2 separate regions of the Ovis aries genome follow, and region 2 is linked to region 1. The links are chromatin contacts, called in public Hi-C maps. All regions are on one chromosome and are shown on one strand. Each heading gives the region's core, a stretch centred on a gene start, on an enhancer-like site or on the middle of the called end of the contact. The rest is flanking DNA. Distances are from core to core; before and after follow the strand shown. Region 1 holds the start of BAZ2A (bromodomain adjacent to zinc finger domain 2A). Region 2 overlaps RBMS2 (RNA binding motif single stranded interacting protein 2).

Evidence for each region. Hi-C and Micro-C count contacts between places; a contact is called where the count stands out from the background.
Region 2: a Hi-C map of hypothalamus shows a contact between it and region 1, with 2.5 times the contacts expected there. The contact joins the enhancer-like site here to the promoter of BAZ2A in region 1. A contact is called at or near these places in 8 of 16 Hi-C or Micro-C datasets (hypothalamus, liver, mixed tissues and 4 more).

Annotation. Positions count from the first base shown.
Region 1 is chr3:163,016,005-163,021,180 of ARS-UI_Ramb_v3.0, reverse strand. It overlaps BAZ2A (bromodomain adjacent to zinc finger domain 2A), which reads right to left and starts at 3,196. Exons shown (of 30, transcript XM_060412950.1): 1 at 3,030-3,196. It overlaps ATP5F1B (ATP synthase F1 subunit beta), which reads right to left. Exons shown (of 10, transcript XM_004006572.4): 10 at 4,984-5,176. The coding sequence ends at 5,151.
Region 2 is chr3:163,052,865-163,057,930 of ARS-UI_Ramb_v3.0, reverse strand. RBMS2 (RNA binding motif single stranded interacting protein 2) reads left to right here. Exons shown (of 15, transcript XM_060412962.1): 15 at 1-4,441. BAZ2A (bromodomain adjacent to zinc finger domain 2A) reads right to left here. Exons shown (of 30, transcript XM_060412950.1): 30 at 4,841-5,066. Among named protein-coding and RNA genes, the nearest start is that of BAZ2A, 37 kb to the right of the region's middle. Within about 2 kb of position 3,065, at least 7 of the 54 cell types and tissues checked have an H3K27ac peak or open chromatin away from gene starts, as enhancers often do. A contact at or near this core is called in hypothalamus, where this site is marked.

The DNA.
Region 1 (5,176 bases), core at 1,947-4,446:
GCTGTGCTTCTCCCCCACATCCAGACGACAGAGGGCAGACTGACCCTTTAGATCCCGACATTCCTCAGTCCTATCAGATGTGGACAATTCCTACCCCATCTCTCTTTAGGAAGCTACTAGAAACAGGAAGGGGCAAATGGTCATTTTTTTCAGCAACTTGTGAGAAGAGTAGCTAGAGAATACTCTGAACCTCTAACAAGCCAGGCCAGTGGGCGGGTAATAAAGACAATGGGGAGGGAGAAATTAGCACCTGCTCTCCCTTTCTCACCCTCCCTGTGTTCCTGCTGTACCACCCTGACTGGGGTCAGCTGCCATAGTGCATGGCACCACTGAGGAGCCAGATGGCTGGAGCTCAGAGGGGGAAGAGGGAAAGCAAGAGACGTCGGATTCGTTTGCATCCCTCTGCCTCTCCCTCTCCTTGTCCAGGAACTCCTGGAATTCAACCCCAACCACCACTGCTGACCACCCTCTCCTTCATCCCCCATGCCTACCCAGCTCCCTCTCAGCCTGTGAAACATGACTCAAATCCAGACACCCTTGTCCCTTCATTCTGGAGTGTGTTGTGTTGGGGACAGTGGGGAATGAGAGGGCAAGAAGAAAAGGGGCAGAGCTAAGGTCTCAGCTGGATTTGGACAGAGGGGAATTCTCTAATGGAGATGGGGTCATTATCAATATTAAAGACCTACCTTGCCCTCACTCGCTGAAGGGTTCACATGTTAATAGAGTCTAGTGCAGAGATAGCCTTCAACCTGTTAACCATTCCAACTTGTCCCACTTTCCTCTCCAGGTTAATGGAAAACAGTCTCCTCCCCCCACCCTCCCACCTCGTATTTAGGGGAGGCCAGATTCTCCCCATCAAAAGGACCACAACTCATCCCTCTTCTTTCCAAATTGGTATGGTCCCCTCAGATTCAGCAGTCTTCTTTCAAACTCTCCAAGGAGCTTATCCAGACTGGTCTCAGAAGAGGATGGGGAAGACCTAATTTCCTCAGGACTTCTTTTGCATCTGAATAGAAAAGGCTGGGCTTCCCAGGCCTTCCTCACCACCCCCAACACCCTTAGAGACTTAGTCCTAGCCCTTCATCCACTGTTCTCCAACAGCCCCTTAAGCCCAGAATCACAAGATTCTGGGTGGCACCCCCCCATTCCCTGACTCTGGGGTAAGAGTGGTCTTAGGCGGGACTGGCCCACCCCAAGCTTAGAAGGGCTGTTCCCACCTGGGCTGGTGCTGAGATCGCACCCCCGAAGTCTGGAAGAGATGAGGTAGGGTGAGGGATTCAGGAAAGCGTTAGGTGAGAGTTAGTTGAACTTGAATGGCTAAACGGAGCAGGGCCTGAAAGTGACTCTAGGCTAAGATAACCCCCACCCCCCTTACTACGGGGAAAGAGAGGAGTTGGGGTGGCGGTTATTCCCCCTCCCATTGGAGGTTAGGATGGCGTGGGAAAGCGATGGTTCCAGAGGGGAGGAGGCGAAATCCAGACCAAGGGAGATTTTTCTGGCGAGGAAGGCGCGGGGGAGGGGGAGATCCTGGGTCCAGAATAGGAGGGGTACCCGGGAGAGGTTGGCCGAGAGGCGTGAGAAGCCTCCGGATTCCGGTCGCAGAGGACAGGGGAGAAATGGGCGAGTAGATAGTGCGGGGGAGAGAGGAAGGGCAGCTCCCGCAGGGGGAGGATCAGATCCCGAGTCCCCGGCAGCGCGGATCCCGGGTAGGAGACCGCAGGGGCGGCCCGCCGGGGGACTCCGGGACCGGACGTGGGTGCCGGGCCTCACCTGGAGCAGGGCCGGGCGGTGGCGGCAGCGCAGGTGGCCGAGCCGGGCGGCGGCGGCGCCTCCTCCCCCAGCCCTGGGCAGCCGGCGGGGCGGGGGGGGGGGGGTAGCACTTAAAGGGGCAGGAGCTACTGGGGTAGGGACAAGCGCTCGGGTAGGGCTGTCGCGAAGAATTCGCTGGGGGAGGGGGAAGCCAGTGGCGTCTCCTAGGGGCCAGAACCAGGAAGAATCCCAGATGGAGGAAGAGAACAGATCCCCAGGAAGGAGAGACAGAAACTTCTGCGGTGAAGTGGGGGATGGTGGTGGGTTCGAACTGGAGGACCTGGGATAGCTCCACCCGCGCTCCGGGAGACACCGGCCAAGATCTCTTCACAAAGGAGGACCAGGAAGGCTGTGAGAGTCACAGGGACTCCGGAGGAATAGAGGTGTCCGAGAGGAAACTCACGGCCGAGACTGTTGAGGGTAACGCACAGCGGCCCTACTAGGTGAACAGGTTCAACTCCTCGGGAGTTCAAGCCCTACCGCCGTGGGGAGACGCAGCCTCCTTCCCCCGGCACGACCCAAGTATAAAAGCTTCTGGAATCAGGAAGCCGCGAGGGCAAAGACCTTTCAGGCCTTTCAGCCTCAGTCTTGCCTCTCCGTGTTTCTCAGTGACTGGAACGTGGGGGGCCGCCAGTAGCTGCGCTGGTGAAGCTGATGTGGGACCGTGAGAATCGGCTTTATTCTAGTTCAGTTTTCCCCCAACCACCGCCACCTTTGCAGCAACCTCTGGGGCAACAGGAAGCAGCTGCTCAGTGCAGCCCCCACCTGGTGGTGGGTCAGGGTGGGGGAGGAAAGAAGACAGGGACTTAAAAAGGCCTGGGAAAAAATAGAGGGAGAGGCGCCTTAAAAATTCTCCAACGTGACCAAAAGTGGGCTTTACTTTGAGGGGGAGGCCACCCATGAGTGCTGTAAAATATTTCTTGAATCCCAGCAGCTTAATGGGGAGGCACAAGGGACTGCGGGGTTGAAGGGGCGGGAGTGGGGAGGAGGGGAAGCCCCCACCTAAGGGGCAGTCCAGGCTCTTCCCTGAGGCTGGTGCTTGCCAACGCTGACGATCCCTTGGTCAGCAGCCTCACCAGCTGAGTCCTGTGCCCCTGTAGTCTGGTTTCCCCTCCTTCACCCCCCAAAAGAGCAAAGGTTAGGCCCCACCCCTGCTGAGTCAGCCAGGGAGGGAGGTAGGCATCCCTCAGGCCTTGCCGGGGGCTGGTCCTCATACTTACTCATGTCAGGCTGGCAGGGCTCCAGGGCTGGGACCACCAGCTCCTCACTGTCCTTGGTTCCCCCTTCACGTGCAGGCTGGTGTTAGATCCTCCCAAACTATGAGCTGGGAACTAGCACGAATCAAAAAGCCAATGTATGCTTCCTGCGAACCACAGCCTGAACTGCTGTAGGGTGATGTCCCTGTGTGACAGACTGGGGTGGGGAGGGAGGAGGGAGGGGCGGGGCTTTCTCTGGGTGGAGAGGGAGGAGGCGGTGAGGACAGGGCCGAACCAGGAGAAATATGGAGGAAGGTTAGATCTGTGTTGACACCCTAGTGGCGTGGTACCAGGAGTGGTGAAGGGGGAAGGAAATAAATAGTTGCAGCTACTGAGAGGGAGAAGGTTCTCGATGAATGCTAAGAGACAGAAATGTAGTGTAGGGGGGAAGGGGTAGAAGTATGGGAGAAACCACCTTTAGGATCAGTTCCTAGGTCTTTCTGCCTCTAGATAACATGGGAAAACAGAGCAGAAAGGGTGGACCCATAGCCCGGGGACTTCTGCGTCAGCTTCTTACCCATTCCAGAGTCAAAACCTAGAGGATGTGCCCACACCCCCATAACTCAGCATTTCCCCAAATCCAGGCTTTCCTAGGGGCAAACTACTGAGCACAGGCGGCTCAGGGGCTCCACCTTCCGGCCAAACCGTGACACAGGACAGGCTGGTGCCAAGGACGTCAGAGGCAGATGGGAGGAAACTTAAAGGCCCCTACTCCACCCCTGGCACCTCTCCCAAGGCCCCTGCCCAACTTTCAGCCCCCAGGGGCCTCTCAATTGGGATCTCAGTTTATCCTGCCCTGCTTTTACCCAACTTGAATGCCTCGGGGTGGAGCTTATAGATTCAGGCTCCTCCTTAGGACAAAAACCCCAGCTGGTTTGTAAACAGTCATTAGCAAAGAACCACATCCCAGCAAATGGCCTTCATGGATTTCAAAATGGTGAGATCAGTTCTTGCAGAGCCTTCAGTCCTACCACCAGAGGGCAGATGGGTCTGGATCTACAAAAGAACATCTAACACCTAAGGGGCACCAAATCCAACCTTGCACTTTAATAGGGCACTTGTTAGGTGGCTGTTCTTGTAATCCTTGCCTAAATGAAGCCTAAAATGAAGGGAAGATTGTCTACATTCCATTATTTGACTCAGAAACTCAAGCCCAACAACCCTGAAAATTACCTCTAAAAAAAATTTATTTTGGCCACACCACAGGGCATGTGGATCTTAGTTCCCCAAACTGGGATCGAACTTGCACCCCTTGCAGTGGAAGCAGTCAACAGTTGGACCACCAGGGAAGTCTCTGAAAATTACTCTTCCTATAACATTCTTTTCCCAATTTTCTTAATTTTAGCAAACTTCAGAATAGGCCTTAAGGCACTTTATAGTCTGCATTGCCTCAAGGAATCATACATACAAGTCTTGCCCAAAATGTTAGGAGGTAGTAGTCAGGGACACCTTCTGAAAAAAACGGTGGTAATAGAAGAGAGCCCTTTTGACTCAGTTTTAATCCCTCAGAATTTAACTGCATCATTTCCAAAAAATTTAATTCACTGATTAACCTGTGCCTTCTCTTAGAACAGCAGTTATTTCTAAACCCATTTTCCCCAAAATGCTCTTCTAAAAATCCTTTTGCTTTTTAAAAAAGTAGGACTACACTACATATATTTAAGAGGCAAAACTCAACTTGAACAGTGACATAAAAGGGCCAAAAATGAGGCCCTATTAGGATCCCATCATCCCCAGGAAACCCCTTCATAAGACTCAGCTATTCAACAATGCAAGACAATGGCTTTTCTTTTTGGATGACCCCATTTCAAACATATATATATAGCCTACTTTGTGCTGTTTCTTGTGGCTATTCTAAACTACTATTAAAAACTTCAGTACTGGCTGCGTTGTCAGGACCAAGAAAAACAGACAAATGTTGAGGGATGTACATTTTATTGGAAACCTTAAATATTCTTCAGACAGAACACAATGTCTTCAATCAAGGCTCTCACGTGGCCTACAGAGAAAACTGCGATTTCTGGATTAGGGGCAAGGAGAGGGACACCATGGAGGATGAGTGCTTAATTTGCCAAAAGGACCCCCTCATGAGTGCTCTTCAGCCAGCTTAT
Region 2 (5,066 bases), core at 1,816-4,315, 37 kb before region 1:
TTTTCTCTTTTCCATACAGCAGAACCTGCTTACTTTAACCTCTTTACAGCTTTTAATTTTGTGATTTCTTTTTTGAATGAAATTTCCTATGGAATTTGAGGGGCGGGGCAAGGAACAGGGAGACTAAGCAGGCAGTGGAAGCGGCTTTTCCTCCCTCTGCCCTTCTGGAAGCAGAGCCTTGACCTCGGCTAACTAAGGAGACAGTTCCACAGCCTTTGGTAGCCATCTTTGATCCAAATTGGGATGAAGACTAGGTTTTCCCTGGCAAGTTCCAGAGAAACAGACCTACTGACTTCTAATTCTTCTCACTGCCCAGGCCAGCACCACACCTTCTGAGAAAATGTCTTCTCCAGCTATAGCTTTTCAGGAATGCCTGCTTTTTGCTTCCTGGAGGACCTTTTCTGCCCTGGGTTTCAGGGCCCCTCTCTTCCGTGTCGCATGTCATTGCCATGCTCAGAGCCTTTACATTTGTGACCTTGCTGAATCCACTTAGGTTCCTTCCCCACCGTGGACCACCAGCGGCTTCACCTTTAGACCAGTGATTCTCAGAGAGGTGGTTTTGTCCTCTAGAGGCCTTTTGACATTTGTTGATGGTCACATCTGGGCGTGAGGCTGTGCGCTGCTGCCATCTAGTGGCTGAAGACTAGGGATGCTGCTGAACATCCTGTAGTGCACAGGAGACCTGGCTCCCCCAACCAAAGAATTCTCTGACTCAAAATGTCAGTAGTGCCACGGTTAGGAAACCCTGATGAAGACAGTGTCAAGCCTGCCTGTGTACCAGAGGTCTTGGTAAATTCCCAGCCCTGGACACACAGTGCTTTTTGAGCTCCGGGCAACTAGTTGAGAGAGAACTGAGGTTCTTTCATTTTCCCCAGGCTTTGACCCTTGGCACCTCAATGTATACAGCAAGGGCTGCCCTTGAAAGGTTCAGGCCATGTGCGCACACACACATTGAGAGGGATCGAGGCGGCAGCTGTTCTCTGTGTTTGTGTGTGCTATGCAGGGGGTGGGAAAGGACAAAGTTCTTTCTAACTGTCCAGAGCATTTGGGCCCCTTTCCCAGGGAACCATGATGTCAAAAATAATTTTCCTTGTGGAAGGACAGCAGGGAGCTAGGAGAGAAAAGAGCAATAAATCCCATCTCAGTATTCCCAAGGTCAGGAGCCCTTCACAACAAGGCTCTGTTTTGCTCTTCAACCCTGCCTCCTTCTGCAAGACCTGGCTACACACCTGGAGACAGATCAGAGGAAGCCTTTGCCCATCGTCCAGGAAGGTCGGTCCTGCACCTTCTCTTCCCAGTCACTCCCTTCTACACTGAAAGGAGAGTGCTGCTCCCCTTCACTTCCAGGTCAGGTGTCTGTCTCTGAGACAGACAGAAAGCCCAGTGATGGAGAATGGGGAAACAGGTGTTCAGTAGGCTGGCTGTAGGGAGGGGAAGGAGAAGCTCCAGGACGGGAAGAGGCTGTGATGTCAGTTGTACACAGAGCTTGGGCCCAGCTCGCCCTTCCCTTTACCCATCCCAGAGTTGAGAGCCCTGCTGCTCCCCACCCCGAGTCCTCTTGTGCATCCTGAGGGTGAGGAAGTAGAGGCAGCAGACAGCAGGTAGGGGATAATAGGTAAGATGGAAAATACAAAAGACGAAATTGCCACAGTTTTCTCACGGGTACTTCCAACCTCAGGAAGGGTTTATCTGATGTAAAACAGCCCCAGTAACCTTCTGGGAGGGTTTGCCTGGGCAGGTAGTGCTTGTTTCTGAGTCTCTAGTCCTTAGTCAGAAAAGTACACCATAGGTCTCTTCAGGAGCTTTGAAGAAGAGTCTAGTTCAGTTAATTAATAAGTAGTTTGGAGGAAACTTGCTAGGAGGTTTAGTGAAAGGAGGGCCTTTCATGTGCAGAAGCTGTTGACATTAATGCTGCCCCTTCTCTGCCTCTCAGAATTCTTGGTTCTACTTTCTCTGTATTTAAATGGCTCTTATTTTGCATTGTTTTGTTCTAAAATTATGAAGTTACCTTTAGTCCGTTTTCCTCATGTGAATCTGCTTAATGGATCTTATTAGTGAATGTTTCTGGTTTGGGCAGGTTTGGGCATGGGAAGTGAGGGAGTGAGAGCCTGAAGTTATTTTTGTAGTGGTTAATGGCATCGTGGAATTTTGTTTGGACCCTTTTGGGTTATACTCATGATACTTTCCCCCTAATTGTTAGTTCTTTTCTGACAGTTCATAACATGGGTGAGTGGAAAAAGGAGAGAAGGAATGAGGGCCAGTTTTTCTCTCTCAAAACGGCCCCCTGGTGGCAGTGGTGCTGCTGAGGGATTGTAGGGGGCGTCTGCAGGCTCATAGCCTTGGGCTGGGCTCTTTGAACTATGCTAGTGTTTTCTTTTTCTTTTTTTTTTTGAACTATGCCAGTGTTTTCTGCATCCTGTCTTCATGGAGTCCAGGTCACACTCTACCTGTACTTCACATCTCACCCTTGATCATTACAGTGCTCGTACCATTCTTAAAATATTTTACTACTTCGTATTTTTTTCTTTTCAGTCAGATAGAACATACTAGAATCACTTTCTCAGATGATGTAATCCTTTATTAGGCTTAGTGCCTGCCTATCCCACCTCATGCCGATATTAGTACTGCTCTTGTCTCACTCTGGATACTCAGACCCAAGGCTTTTTGGAGGAGGGTGTGGGTTGAGGTTACGGAAGATGTAGAAATGACGGTGGGGAGAGATGTTATTTTTAGAGTATTTTTAACCAAAGGATTGGAAGAGCTGTTCAGGACTAGGAAGCCTCGTGGCTCTGAACAGTGAATAAATACCCCTTGTCAGGAATAGATGGGGTAGTAGGGGGACATTACCTGCACTGAGTGTGAGGACTAGACTTTGTTGCTTTACTGACCCTCCCTGGATCAGGCCACCTCAGCCCCGTTCCATTCTTCTTTTCCTGACTTACTGATCAGTGAGCTCATTTAGCTCCTTGGTGCTTGCATTGCTTATCCCCTGCTGCTTCAGTGTATGCCGTTTGGGGCGCCTACTTGTGGGTTGTTCTTTTGCTCCACAAAGGTGCGCGGTGAGAGGGCTTGCTGGAATGGATTGTAAACATCTAAAAAAAAATTTCTTTCGTGCACTTGCCCCCCCTTCTGGGAGAGCAGCAGCATTGCACTTATTATTATTAGCAGGTTACCTCGAACTTCTTGGCCTAGGGCAGTAAACGTGGGTCAGAGATCAGGTCTAAACTTGTCCCCAGGCTCTGATAGACCAACTTCAAAGAGGGTGGTATGACAGCCAGTCTGTAAGGGCTAGGTCTAACCTTGTGCCTTGCCACATTAACCCCTGCCTGACTCCCTCCTAAACCAACTATGCCATTTCTGTGCTACCTGCTTTTAACTCCTTCCAGGCATTAGCAGATCTCGCCTTCACTCAGCTTTTACCCTTTCCTTTTGTAGGAGGGTCTTCCTTCAACAGCTGAGCCAGGCCTGTGAGCTCTATCGCCCTTCTCCTCTTTGCTGAATTCTGCGGCACCTCCCTAGAGGTGCTCCCCACGAGACTAGTAATAAGAGAGGTAGGTGCCCTCTCACCCCAGTTACCACTGCTGCTTCTCCTTGGCCTGTCCACTTCCATTTCAAACGAACCTCTGTTCTCCCGGGTATGGCCCACAACTTCCTTGTCCTTGTTACAGATCTACCTCACAGTTCCACAATTCAACACGGGCACAAGCACCTGGTTTACACGTGTTTCCTTCCTTTACTGTCCTTCCCTTCCCGAGGTTTAGGAAACTGGGGGCTAGAAAGGGCTCACGATCAAATGTAAGAATTCGTTATTTCTATTTCTGGAATGTCTTTGAGATTTTTACCTCATTTATCACCCTAGAATAACGTGAACTCTTCGGTTAGATATTGCTGTGGTAGGCCAAATGATGACTGCTTAGGATATTAAGTAATGCTTGGGAGCCACCCCCAGGAACACCAGCATTGGAGCAGAGCTTATAACTTGATTAAGTTTGCCAGTGGCTGCCACTAGCTGAGAAGCTAAGCATGTACCAAAGCGGCCATCTGAGGTTTTTATAGGGCTGAAAACAGATATTCCTTCTCCTCCTATTCCAGTTAGAGGGTCACCAAAACAAAACTTCCAGCCTTCAGTGTGATAAGCTTTCCCAGCTTGTAAAAAGTTCTCACAACATGTACTGGTGTCTGCATCCCCCAACACATACAGGGGTGGCGAGTGCACCCCTGCATGCACTTAACCACCTTGGACAGGAAATAAGTTTAATTATCCTCAAAACACATTTTGTAGTTTTTCTTTATCCAGAGGTTTCTAATTTTACACTCTTGTCATGTTTGTGCCAGTGCTACCCATTCTAATTTTTCTGACCTTTGGTATTCTCATGTTTCTTCCCTATAATTTGGTAGAATTTCTCTTATTTCAACTTGTGAAATAAAACACAAACGTCTACCTCGTGGTGTCTTATCCATGGGTGGGAAGCTGGGGAAGGTGGTGATGAGCACATACTTTTCCTGCATCAGGAACACAGGTGGCAGCCTTAGAAAGCCAAGGCCATGCCTCACAATGTAGGAACTCGGCACACTTCAATCCTTTGTTACAGCACCTCGGCCAGAAGCACCTGTTCCATTCACAGAAACAGAAATTCTGCCTTGGACGCCTCCTGGAAAAAGAAGGACCAAGCCTGGAGGTTTAGAGAGAACTGTTGACACTTAGGGGCACACTGCTCTCCTGCCTGCTGTCTTCCCCATCAAACCAGTCATATACTCACCCTGACACCACCCAGTTCTCCCCTTTAGGCAATTACAAGAACCTATGTTGAAGGAAGATAAACACACGGAGTCTTTTGAGTCTCTATCAAATGTGGTTTTTATTCAACTGACAAGCACTTTTCTACAGCTGCACTTGTGGAACATCACATGGCAAAAACAGGAGTTTTTTTTATCTCTAGACTTTTTTTTCCTTTTTTTACCTTATTAAAAATGAGATTGGTCCTAAAAATATAGAAAGAAATAAATTTAAATTCACAAAAAACTGTACATTATCAAAAAGTCACTAAAACACCACATTTGGTTAT